3 separate regions of the Rattus norvegicus genome follow, and regions 1 and 3 are each linked to region 2. A link is a contact called in public Hi-C data. All regions are on one chromosome and are shown on one strand. The core of a region is the stretch at or near the end of the contact, and the rest is flanking DNA. Distances in the headings are between cores, read along the strand shown.

Region 1 (4,318 bases), core at 1,379-3,878, 130 kb after region 2:
CAGAGTTTTGTGAACCAGAAATCTGTGTTTCGGGGGTGATGATGCTTATCAGAGGATGGGGGACCCTGTCTTGCTGTTGGAGAACATTCCATGAATAAAGTAAATGGCTGATTGATCTTGATCTTAAAGAGACAGTCGTCACAATGTAGGAATCGTGGAATGCTATATAGCAAGGAAGAGCTTGGCCGCTCATTCTGTCATCTTGACACCCAGGAGACCGAGGCAGGGGGATTATGGATTTGGATTCACAAAGTGAGAGTGTTATGGACCTGGAAGAACTGTCCCCTAGGCCTCTGACATACGTATTTCTGCCCCCAGATGACACCCTGAGACTTTGGACCTGGGTCTCCATCAACAAGCAGCTGTGAGTTAGAAGGGCATCAAGGTGCATAGGTGCATTTACTGAGCGCCTACTGTGTACTCAAGTCACATGGGCGTCTTTAGTTCTCTACCATAGCCTGTAGTGGCCCAGTTGGGATGAAGCTGGAGGTATGGCTGGTCACACAGAGCAGCGGCTGTGTGTTGAAGGAGGATGGAAGCCTGAGGGAGAGAGAGCCTAAATAGGAAGCCCCAGCGACTTTTTTGAAGGGGCCAATGTATGCTAGGTAAGTTGGGGCCCATCACAAGGAGACGCCGAGGGTCAGAGAGGCAACCTGGGCTGGCTGAAGTTGCATCTGCAGCCTTCAGGGTTGGGTGGGGCACAGAAGTGCTGAGAACATCAAGGCATGTCCCCACCATCTGCCTCAAAAGGTGGGCCCCAGGGCCACCGCACATGGCTCCCCCACCCCGTGGACCTGAGCAGCCGCTTGGCTCATTCCCATGCCCCACATCTGTGCAGCCACACAGCCTGTATTCCAAGAGACCCTGGGCCATCCCCCAGCCTCAGTTTCCCCACTTGTGACTCATAGGGGTCCTACCTCAACCTCTCATCTCACGCAGAGAGAAAGCAGTCTCCTAATCCCTGGCTTTTGCTCTGTAGTACAGAGAGGCTGAGGAACTTGCTCGAGGTCACATGGGACCATCGGATAGTCCCTCAGTTTGTATCGTGAGTCCCCTGCACCGCCCCCCACCCCATACTCCCACCCTGGAGATGTAGACGACAGTAGCCTTTCACAGGGACTGATGGTCGATGGTTGGCCTGAGATCCAGGCCACCGATCGGAGGTCAGCAGCTTGCCCACAGCAGAGAATCTGACTCTGAGACTTAAATTTGGGGGAAAAACGGGGCTGGGGATTTAGCTCAGTGGTAGAGCGCTTACCTAGGAAGCGCAAGGCCCTGGGTTCGGTCCCCAGCTCCGAAAAAAAGAACCAAAAAAAAAAATTTTGGGGGAAAAACGTTCAGAGATGAAAATAATCCCCACTCTCACCGGCTGGGTGTCCACCAAGCTGCCCCTCCCCACGGGAGCACAAGGGCAGGGTCACCTCCCTTCATACTGATCATTTAGACAAAGGGTCCTAGACCAGACAGGTAACTTTGGGGGCAGGTCTTGGGTCTACAGGAGGAGGGGGACTAGTGCATAAGGGGCAGGGCTTAGATCTGAGGGGGGGGGTCTGGGATCAGCAGGGGGTGGGTTCTGGGGTCAGCCCGGGCTTCTACCTCCTGTCCAGTGAGCACCAGGACAGAGGGACAGAAGGGATGGCGGCGGGTGAAGACTTACCATGCACCTACCTGGCCTTCACAGGGGGACATGGAGCCCCATAGTCAGTCATAACTTGGAGTCACCCCACAGGTCAGAGGCCACCCAGCAGTACGTAGATATTGGGAGGGAACCCTAGGTGCTCCAGATCCCAGCAGGAGAACTTGGTGACACCTGGTGCCCTAGATGCTCACTCTGGTCTCACTCAGAAGTCCCGGCTACAGCCACTACCCTTCGGAGGCTCAGGCTGACTGTGGACAGGGCTCCTGGCGACTTCGTCCTCATCTATCTTCCTTTGGAGCCTGAGACCAACTGCCCTCACCCTCCAGCCACCTACCGACTCCCGACTGGAAGGAGACCCATGGGCAGATTTCCTCTTGCCTCTCTCCCCAATAGAGACCCCTGGTCTGGGGATACTGAGGCAGGCACAGGGCAGGCGTGTGTGAGCACCCAGTCATCCTGGAAATCTAGTGAAGGTTCCTGAAGCAGGAGCTGTTCGCACAGGGTTTTGAAGCATTAGTAGGAGTTCCGAAGAGAACCTTGAATGGGTGCAGTACTCCCTGGTTTGCTCTTCTGTCCCAGCCCATTTAGACAGGGTTGTAAAGTCTACTCCTGGGACACTGAGACGTAGGGTGACTTGCCTGAACTTGCCTTTTCTAGATTTTCCTTGGCTTCTTTACCTTCGATGGGGGTGGAGAAGGGGAGGGAGGGAGAGAGGAAGAAAGGGAGAGAGAGCCCTGGTCCCAAGGGGAAGGAAGAAGCCACTTGAACTTCAGTCTGGACTACATCACATGTTCTGTGGGGACAGTCAGCACTCACTCAGGTCACAGTCCCCGCATTTTCCCTCGTGAGCTGAGAGGTTCCGCCCCCGCCCCCCTGCGGAGCCCTGGGATTCCCGCCCGGATTAGCCTGGTCACCCGAGTTGGCATCGCACAAGGGGGCGGGGCGGACAGAGTCCAGTGGGTATAAAGGCAGCTGCGAAGGCTTAACGCAAAGTCACACTCAGGACACAAGCGACATGGCCCTGCGCGCGCTCCATGCCCAGCCTACAGGCGGTCCTCAGCTGAGGTTCCTGCTGTTCCTGCTGCTCTTGCTGCTTCTGCTGTCATGGCCATCTCAGGGGGACGCCCTGGCAGTGCCTGAGCAGCGACGCTCCCTCTCTGAGTCCCAACTCAACCCGGACGAGCTACGGGGTCGCTTCCAGGACCTGCTGAGCCGACTGCATGCCAACCAGAGCCGGGAGGACTCGAACTCAGAACCAACCCCTGACCCAGCTGTCCGGATACTCAGTCCAGAGGGTAAGTGGCAGCTGGGGACCCACTTCAGCAACACCCTCTCCAAGCTCTAACCAACACACTCAAGTCCACGAGACCCAGTCAGTCCAGCTTCCGAGCCTCAGTTTCCCCTGCTGTGACCTCTGGAGTTGCCAGCAGTCCCCCGTGCAGTGGGCTCAGCCAGAGTAGGAAGGACGACCGTCCTCAGACCGGAGCTGGACAAATGATGTCCAGAGAGGTCGAGGTCTTTCCTGGAGATGCACAGCACTCTAGTGGGAGAGGACACGGGGGATGGTTAGAGGGTACTGGAGAGGGGAGGTAGGAAAGAGAGCCAGGTTGAGAGCCAGAGGGAAAAGAACCTGCGGGAACTGGATCCGGAATCTGACGCAATCGCTGGTCAAGAATCTGCTACTGTAACAAGTGACAGTGGCCTGGATGGGAGGGAGGAGGATCCCTGGGCCTCGGCTCCGCGTTAGGACCCAGGCCGATCTGGCCCCGCCCCCTCACAAATCCGCTTGGGCACGCCCCTTCACAAATCCGCTAGCTTTGTGTGAATCCCAGTGAACTGTCACTCTGACGACCTGCAAAGTCTTACTTGGATATGGTAACTACTCCAGAGGTTGAGGCAGGGAAATTGCCGTGAGTTCAAGGCCAGCTGGGACTACATAGTGAGAACCTGTCCCAATTTTTTTTTTAAGATTTATTTATTATATGTAAGTACACTGTAGCTGTCTTCAGACACACCAGAAGAGGGCATCAGATCCCATTACAGACGGTTGTGAGCCACCGTGTGGTTGCTGGGATTTGAACTCAGGTCCTCTGGAAGAAGAGTGCGTTCTCTTAATCGCTGCGCTATTTCTGCAGCCCCCGTCCCATTCATTGTTTTCCTCTTTTTCTTTTTCCATTTCTTCCTTCCTTTCTTTCTAACATTATGTATACATCATACAGCTTTCTGCCTGCATGTTTGTCTGCAGGCCAGAAGAGGGCATCAGATCCCATTACAGATGGTTGTGAACTATCATGTGTGGTTGCTGGGAATTGAAGTCAGGACCTCTGGAAGAACAGACAGTGCTCTTAACCTCTGAGCCATCTCTCTAGCCCCCTTTCTTTCTTTCTTTCTTTCTTTCTTTCTTTCTTTCTTTCTTTCTTTCTCTCTCTCTCTCTCTCTCTCTCTCTCTCTCTCTCTCTTTCTTTCTTTTTGAGATAGGGACTTTGTAGCTCAGGTTGACTGCAAACTCAGGGCAATCCTTCTGCCTCCATTTCCCAAGTGTGAAAAGGTGGCCACCAAACACTGCTTTAAAGAAAATCAACTTTTGTTTGTTAAAACACTTTATTCAGAGGTTTGGGGAAAGGTTTGAGAAGTACTCCACAGGGCAGACCTTAGAGATCTCCCTGTTGCTAAGAGCAA
Region 2 (4,090 bases), core at 554-3,053:
GACCCGCCCCGTGGACCCCAACTTCCCCTCTTAAGGTCGAAGTGAAACCAGTCACGGGGTTACCCCGCAGCTGCCGAGAAGCTCCCCCTCTGGAGGGCAAAATACAAACTAGCCCTCGTCCAGGCCCTGCGCTGTTCTCCTGACTGTGCAATGCCTCCCCTTTGGGACAAGGGCCCTGAGTGTGTCCCTGCTCCCTGAACCCCATACCTGCCCAGGGTTGATGGGCAGCAGGTTTTGTACGGTACGTTTATTGATACGAATATGAAACATTGTACCTGTTGGCTGAGTGTCTTTGGGGACTGGAATTCCTAACCCATGTTGTGAACGACATAGACTTTAGCATGCCCGTGGTCTTGCAGCACAGCGGTGCAACTTGGCCCTGCCCCATACTCATATCCTGGAAGAACCCCAAACCCATGAACAGCCCCTCCTCTGGTGTCCCAGTTCCAGGGTGCTCAGGCAGGCACCAGCTGTGTCTGTCCTCAAGTGACGTCCATGTGGTCCCTAACTTCCTCATCGGGAAGAGAGGTGGCAACAACCTCTCAGCCACTCAGGCAGGTGTCTCCTGTCCCTAGTCTCCCTGAGTTGTGAGGGGAGGCCAAGGTCTGGCCCCTCTGCACACCTGCTGAAAGAGCCCAGGGCCTGTGCTCATTAGCAAAATTGGGAAACCTAATAGTCCTGCTAGGAACACATCAAGACTTGTGCCTGTGACTACTTCCCTGAGTACTTCCCCCTCCCCCATCTGCACCAGTCAGTGTGTCACTATCTTCTGAGAGCACCTTTGGACTCAGCTAGGCCAGGAATGGACAGAGCCCATCCCTGACCTACTACCCTATGGGGTTCAGTTGGCCTTGGTCTTTGCTGCATCCTGCGACTGACCTAAGACAAACAGTACCTTGTGGTCCCAGATCCTGGGAAGCTGAGGCAGAACCACAAGCTTGTTAGTTGGAGAGACACGAATCAACATTAAGGAAAACAAATGTTACCTGTGCTTGGGGGCATGTCTCGGCAGAACCCCTCCCTCAGAATCTCCCAATGAGGGGCTGGGGGCATGGCTCAGGGGAGATCTTTGCCGAGCTTGCAGAGGGGTCGGGGTGGGAATACCAAGTCTTGGTTAGAACAGAGCCTCTCAGCCTGTAGCTGTCCCTATCAGCTTCTGAACGCTGGAAATCGCCATCCTCTCTAGCTTGCTGTCTCCTGAACAAAAAACCAGGGTTTCTCACACTTGGAACTGGAACTTTTCCTGCTGGTGCTGCTGTTCTGTGGCTTGTCACTGCTCCAGGGACCCAGTGTTCAGCTTTCAATCTGACTTGGTGCAGAGGCTCCAGTCCCAGCCTAGGTCACCTCTGATTTTTTTTTTTCGTGGTGACTATCCACAGTCATTGTGTCACTCGTGCCCCATTTCAGAGGCCGGGAAACCGCAGCTGATGGAAAGAGGCAGAGTCCTGGAGTCCAGGCACATCTCCGCCTACACACTCTGTTGCTGGAAGCAAGTACCCCAGCTCTGTCCTCAACCCAAGCCAGGGCCCAGGACCTCAGAGATGGGGAGTTGCCCTGGCTGAGCTAGCTTCTGTGCTAGGGCCATAATCAGCAGAGGTCGGGGGATGTGCCCGACGGGGCTGGCTTGCTCTGACCTGGAGTGGTGGGGGTAAGAATTAGTGAGGAGTCTGTATCACTCCCCGACCTCCACTGAGCTCAAAGGAAGGACATGAGGACTCTGCCTTATGTCCCTCGGTCGGTTATTGTCTGGAGTCCTCCTTCCCGTCCCTTGATCCAAAAGCCTCACGTGACCGGACATACTGGCTGCGGAGAACACAAGGCTAGACAGAGTCCTGTGGCCTCGTGATTTGGGGCTAGCACCTGGCTGGAGCGGAGCCTTGAGGAAAGGGGGCCCAGAGTTAGGAGGAACCTGTGTGGGCGTGGTCTCAGTGGGTGGAGCATCCACTTGCTTAAAGTCTCCCGCCTCCCCGGCCTGGCCAAGCTTTTTTCTCCTCAGCCATGTCCTGTTCTCCGCTCGTACCATTCTTGTCCCTTTTGCTTCTGCTGTTCCTACCCGAGGTTCCCAGAGCAGCCACTGCGTCCCTGCCGCAAGGATCCTCCGAGGGCGCAGCCACCTGCAAGGTAGGAACCACGACGCAGGAAGGGGCCCGCCAGTCTGTCAGCATAGGGACTTCTCTGCACTTATTCCGTGAACTCATTCGGGGAATTCCAAAGTCTCCAGGGAAAGTTGTCAGGTTCAGGGCCACCACCCCTAATCCAGTCCCCGGACACTGAGCACCGTGTCCACGTCCTTCGTTTCCCCTCTTAGGTCTGAAAAGCGCAGCTATCCCCTGCCCGCCTTGCCTGAGCATTTATCAACCACCTACGGTATATGTTTGAGTCAAGAGCTGAGGGATGGGCACGCGCGCGGCATGTAGGGGAGTGTTCTGCTCCAGACCTGTTGAGCTACTGTCTGGTCTCCACTCTCACGCAATTCTTGTCGCTTACCGCGTGCGTTCCAGCCAAAGAAGAGAGGGCTAACGAGCTTCTGACATGGAGCAAACACATGCCCCGTGCACCTAGAGCGGTGCTCAGATTCTGGCCCGCCCTCCCTGGGGACCGGAAGTCTGTACGCATCAGTCACCTCCTGTGTCTAGTCGGGCGTCAGACTGGGTGAAGTTCCCCTGGGTCCCTGGAGAGGAAGAATAAATAGAGTGAGGGGGCACGGGGGAGAGAGGGAGGAAGGGGGAGAAAGGGGGGAAGGGAGGAGGGCGCGAGCGCTTGTATTTGGCTTCAGAGTGTGCATCTCCAAACAGACAAGGCTGAGAGAGAGCGGCAACTAGAAATATGTATATCTTATTTTTCTTTTACTTTAGTTCTCTTGTTTTGTTATTGTTTTGATTAGGTTTGGTTTTCTGTTTTGTTTGTTGACGGGACAGAGTCTCAGTGTAGCGCTGACTGTCCTGGAACTCACTATGTAGTAGACCATGCTGGCCTTGAGCTCTTCCACTGCCTCCCAAGTGCTAGAAATATGCATGTCTTAGCACTTCCTGAATATAGTTAAAGATTGTGCATTCACTGACCACCTACTGTTTGAGAGCCTGTCAGGTTCCGTTTTTTGTAGATAAACTGTGATTGCGGAACACGATCTAGAGACTAGAAAACCTCAGAGGGGCCGGGGCGTGGCTCATCAGGAGACCGCTCACCCCACATGCGCAGAGACCTCTAGTCCCAGTGCCACAAGGCTGAACGGAACTATAAGCAACTTGTCATAGGACTGCCCTCTGCAGGGGTGACCGGGCTCGGAAGCCTGGGGATGACCCGGGCTGCACCTCACCAGATGCCTCTCTTCCTTTCAGGCCCACGACCTGTGCCTCTTCGGGCCACGCCGGTTGCTCTCTGCACCACCTGTCAATGTCAGCCTCTATTATGAGTCCCTGTGTGGAGCTTGTCGCTACTTCCTCGTCCGAAATTTGTTCCCAACCTGGCTGATGGTTATGGAAATCATGAACATCACTCTGGTGCCCTACGGGAACGCACAGGTGCTGGAGGGGGGCGGGAAGCGACTGAAGCTGGGAGGGATGCCTTGGGACAGGAACGCCTGGTCACCTGCGCTCACCAAGATCTATCCTTATCTTGCAGGAGAGAAATGTCAGCGGTACATGGGAGTTCACGTGCCAGCACGGGGAGCTGGAGTGTAAACTGAACAAGGTGGAGGTAAGCTGGAGTGCAGATCCGCCATGGAGGGAGGCAGGGTTGGCCACTTTCTCCCCATAACACTTGCCTGCTTCTCCAGGCCTGTCTGCTGGACAAGCTGGAAAAGGAGGCGGCATTCCTAACCATCGTCTGTATGGAGGAGATGGAGGACATGGAGAAGAAACTGGGCCCGGTGAGTTAGTGCGTGGGAGGCTGCGCAGCCAGGTCTCCAGTATCTGCGCAGGGGTTCCACCCCAGAGCCACGCCCCCAGGCCCTCACTTGGGGGTTCCAGGCAGCGGCTCTGCCCCACATCACACTACCCTAGCCCTGGGCGTGACTTTGCCCATATAGTTTTTATACGGGAAAACCTTTAGATCTATGAGCAGAGCCTGGGATCTTCACTCTCTGTAGACA
Region 3 (4,410 bases), core at 1,308-3,807, 220 kb after region 2:
TGTTTTTTATTTATTAGTATTATTTTTATGTTAGAGGTGGGATGGGCTCTAGCCATGCCTGTGGCTATGCCTTGAACTGGCATGGCCTTCTGTCCCCTTCCAGCCCCTGCTCTGGTTACACCTGAAGCTAAGAAAAAGCTCCTGACAATTCAAACTGAAATATAGGGTAGTGCTGGGACACGACAGTCAACAGGGAGGCTAAGGCCAGAGAGTCCTGAGTTCAAGGCCAGCCTGCGGTACAGAAGAGATAAAGAAATCTCAAAAAAATAAAAGTGGCCAGAAAGTGGTGATGCACAACTTTAATCCCAGCATTCAGCAGAGGCAGGCAGAGTTCCAGACCAGCCTGGTCTACAAAGCGAGTTCCAGGAAGCCAGGACTACACAGAGAAACCCTGTCTAGAAAAACCAAGCAGTGGTAAGCAAGACTTAAGACCTAGCTGCTGGAACAAGAGGCGGTGCTGGCCTTGTGAGCATCAGCTGATGATCACTGCCTCTCTGGTCACCCAAGTTTCTCCAAGTCCCTCCCCATTGTTCCCCATTCCTAAATCTGTCCTTTCCTGCCACCAAAGCTACCACTGTCTCAGCTCAGACCCCTTCACACCCAGAGAGCAAGATTAAAGCCATGTTGGGTGCAGTAATACAACCTTTAATCTAACAAAGGTGGCAGGTAGATCTTCGAGAGCTAGAGACCTGTAAGCTCTACCTGGCAAGTTCCAGGCCAACCAGGATTCCACAGTGAGACTCCACTTAAAAACAAGAAACAAACTATAGGTGTCTCTGAAGCTGGGCTGGTGGTGTCAGTCTGCCACCTTGGCATCTAGAGTCAAGAGTCCTGGGTCTGACAACAGCCTAGGGTAGAGCCAAGCTCTGATGCTGGCGACAGACTACACGCCAAAGTCGCCTCGCCACTAAGTGCCCTGTCAGCTTTCCAGATAAACACAGGTTTGCACTGTCCCAAAACTGAAGGCTGCCAGCCGCAATGCCCAGACTCCCTCATGGCTGGTTGTCACCCGGCTAGATATAGCTGGCTTCCTCTGGGGACAAGCATGGTGGCCTGCAATTCCACAAGCGCCCTCACAAGAAGAAGATCAGGCTTAGTTAGGGGATGTAATGCACACCCAAAATTAAAAATAACAGTATGACAGCAGTGCTGGAGAAGGCTGCTGGGGTGGCAGGGCAAGGGCCAGCTACTGCCACCAGGTACCAAGTCCACCTGACAGTGGTGACTCATGCTCTGGCCCAGCTGATTCTGAGAAAAGTCCTGATCTTCCAGGACTAGTCAGAATGGCCCAAGGGGAAAGACTCCAGGTTGGAATTCCAACCAGGAAGAGTGGCTGGGCCGGTCACTCAGTGGCTGCCACCCAAATCCTCACCCCCTCTTCCTTCTCACCTGCAGGGGCACTTTCTGCCTCATGATGAGGAACCTTTTCGACAAGGAAAAAACAACTTTTTCTAAAGAGATTGAATCCTGTTCTAGGAAGGAGAAAACTAAGACCCGGGCACAGGCAGGAAGTGGCTCAAAGAAGTGAAGGGAAAACATGTGGGGAGAGGTAGGCTCCCCAGACCACTGAGTGGGGAATAAATTCCTGGCTTGGCCAAGGGTGCACCACATGTCCCGGGCAGGAAGAAAACCACATTCTTTCCTAGTTACTCTCTGTTCACTCGACCGCGTCAACACCCCCTGCGCCAGCGCAGGCAAACACACATCCCAGACACAGACCCAACACCCCAGTCACTTTAGCGAGATGAACCCTCAAGCCACTTCCCCTGGGGACCTGCAACCTCTGTCCCAGTGGATGGATGCAGAGTGATGCCATGGCTTGGGTGGAGCATCAAGGTGTGACCCAGAGTGAGGCCCAGGAGAGAGGGACACAGCCCAGATCCCTAACCCCACTCCCAAGCCAGGAGGCAGTACCAAAAAGCCTGGAATTTCTCCCAGATGAAGACTGGAATATGAAGAAGGGACCAAGTGTGGTGGATACAGAAGCCTCCTCCTGAGTGCCCAGCCAGAGGAAGCCCCCATAGGTAACACCACCACCTCAGTCGGTGAGAAAAACACAACAGCCTTGTCCAAGATTATCCAAGGAAACAAGATTACATGAGGTGGTAGGATCTGGAGCCAGGCAGTAAGTTTCTGTCTAAACTACCCCTTCTAAGAATGGATCCAAACACACCTGTCATTTGGCACTTAAGAACCTAAGGCAGGAGGATGGCCGTCAGTTCAGGGACAACCTAGGCTACATAGACAGGATCTGTTTTATAAAAAGAGGCAAGAGTAGAGTCAACCTGAAGGATGTCACTGAGGTTGGTCAAGGTATCGCCAGGTATGGACGCGCGGCCTTGTTCCCCCACAGGTCCCAGCAAGTGTCTCCCCACGGCGCAGCCTACCCGCCAGGACGCCGCAAAGCTCACCTGGTGGGCCCGGTAGCTCTCGAAAGCCTTCAGAGCACTGTCGGTGAGCTTCACGTGGAATACCGACACCCTGCTGCCGTCGCTCACGCGCCCACACGACAACCCGTAACTCCGAGCCTCCTTCAGCGCCGCCATCTTGCAACCATCACTCCCCCGCCCCCCTCTTCAGCGACTGCGCCCTCACGCCGGCCCGCCCCGCCCCGCCGCCAGCCGACGTGCTGCATTATTCATGAGGCCAGCATAGCCACGCCCCACTCCGGGCGAGCGTGCCTCCTTTGAAAGAGAAGAACGTTTTGCCTGCGACCCTCACAGATGGTCACGCCCCCAAGCACTTACAGGCCCGCCCTCGAGGCGAGAGACCCAGATTTTTGCTGCATTATTCATGAGAGGTTAGCCACGCCTTCCCGCGCGCTCGGAACACACCCGCAAAAACTAACCGCATCCCAACTGGCTACTCCCCAAGGGTCTCGCGAGGCCAGTCTAAGTCTTAATACTGCTCTTCCCTCAGCAGACTGGCCACGCCTCCGGGATAAGAAACTTCCCTTCCTAGCAAACAACTCTTGTGCGCGTGCGCGGCTGGCCACACCCCCCCAAACTTACAAACATGCTCCGCCTACCTGATGACTCCTAATGTATTATTCATGAGGCGAAGGTAGCCTCGCCGCCCGGAGCGCTGGAAACCCACCCTCATCCCAAACCCAGTAAAGCCCTGTCAGTCTCGCGACCCGTCGCGAGGGTGTGTTATTTGTTATTTATGAGAGACTGGCCGTGGTCTCCAACGTGTTTGTAGACTGCCAGCCCGCGACGACAAACATGTTTGTTCGCAGTTGCAAGCATGATCTAGATGGCCACGCATCGGGCCTTCAGCGAGCCCACTCCCAGTGAAATAAAATTACCTTGAAAAACCACTACACATTTAGCCACGCCTATATGTTGTGGCGAAGCCGCCTCCTCCACCAACTCCTTGCCACGCCCCCCAAATATGCCCTTGGAACCTTGCGTCACTGAGGAGCTACTCCCCCAAGCGCTATCGTTTGGCCACGCCCCCAAACTCCCCTAAAGCCCGCCCCATCGACTTGCTGCATTATTCATGAGGTAGGTTTGGCCACGCCCCCATCGCGTGTTTAGAGATTTTCCCCGACCACAGCTTGCCCGCCAAACGCACTACTGATACGCCCCCAACAGTCGCAGGGTCCGCCCTACTTCAGTTCACCCACCGCGCTACGTAGCCAGACCTCAAGCTCCGGAGGTCATCCCCAGCAGCCTCAGACGCTTGGAATAGCTGAGTTATTCAGGAGTTGCCGCTGCCGCGTAGCGCAAACCAATTTTCAAGGATTTGCCACTCAACAGACTACGACCCCCGACCGCTTGAGGGAAGCTCCCTGTGCCCCACCCGCCTCATGCATATTCACAAGGCACTGACGGTTCCACTTCTCCAAGCCCCTAGCCCCGCCTCTACGTGTTATTCATGAACCCTTAACACTTGAACGAGGTTACCACCACTAGGGCCTTTAAGCTTGATATTTACGCTTTTTCTTCAGCGTTCCTTTGGTGGAGTCTGCATAGAGCCCTCCGGAAAATAAAGTGAGCGGGGCCTGCTCGTACCAGGAGGGAGTGGGCGTATGTTGAGAGGCTGGTGTGGTGGGCGTGGTTATGTAAACCAAGTGCGTGTGGGTTTGCTAGGTCCAGCTAATGGGGGGATTCCCAGAACAGGGCAAGAGCTGTGGAAACAGGATGATGTGCTGAACGTGACTATTGCTGAAAGTTCAACAACTGGATGAATCTCCCACACGTCATGCGCTGGCTTTCCAATAAACAAATCTTAACGCGACATCCCACACGTACTCAATGTTGCACAACCGCCACCACTGACTGTTCCAGAACATTCCTTCTTGTCAAAGGAAAGCCTGGTCCTCATTTGCAGTTTTTCCTGTTCCATCTCTGTCACCTAGCAACTCTCTGATCTGCTTGTCTTTGTGGGCATTTCATAGTGCAGTCC

The links. Hi-C and Micro-C count contacts between places; a contact is called where the count stands out from the background.
Region 1: a Hi-C map of liver shows a contact between it and region 2, with 2.5 times the contacts expected there. The contact joins the promoter of Gdf15 here to the promoter of Ifi30 in region 2. A contact is called at or near these places in 4 of 12 Hi-C or Micro-C datasets (the A7r5 cell line, hepatocytes, liver and 1 more).
Region 3: a Hi-C map of mammary epithelial cells shows a contact between it and region 2, with 2.0 times the contacts expected there. The contact joins the promoter of Ell here to the promoter of Ifi30 in region 2. A contact is called at or near these places in 2 of 12 Hi-C or Micro-C datasets (frontal cortex and mammary epithelial cells).

The regions. Positions count from the first base shown.
Region 1 is chr16:18,836,637-18,840,954 of GRCr8, forward strand. Gdf15 (growth differentiation factor 15) reads left to right here and starts at 2,629. Exons shown (of 2, transcript NM_001411583.1): 1 at 2,629-2,934. The coding sequence starts at 2,655. Lrrc25 (leucine rich repeat containing 25) reads right to left here. Exons shown (of 4, transcript NM_001399265.1): 4 at 4,231-4,318.
Region 2 is chr16:18,707,767-18,711,856 of GRCr8, forward strand. It overlaps Ifi30 (IFI30, lysosomal thiol reductase), which reads left to right and starts at 1,804. Exons shown (of 7, transcript NM_001030026.2): 1 at 1,804-2,121; 2 at 3,339-3,521; 3 at 3,622-3,696; 4 at 3,776-3,868. The coding sequence starts at 1,999. It overlaps Pik3r2 (phosphoinositide-3-kinase regulatory subunit 2), which reads left to right. Exons shown (of 16, transcript NM_022185.2): 16 at 1-279.
Region 3 is chr16:18,922,519-18,926,928 of GRCr8, forward strand. It overlaps Ell (elongation factor for RNA polymerase II), which reads right to left and starts at 2,558. Exons shown (of 12, transcript NM_001107304.3): 1 at 2,412-2,558. The coding sequence starts at 2,546.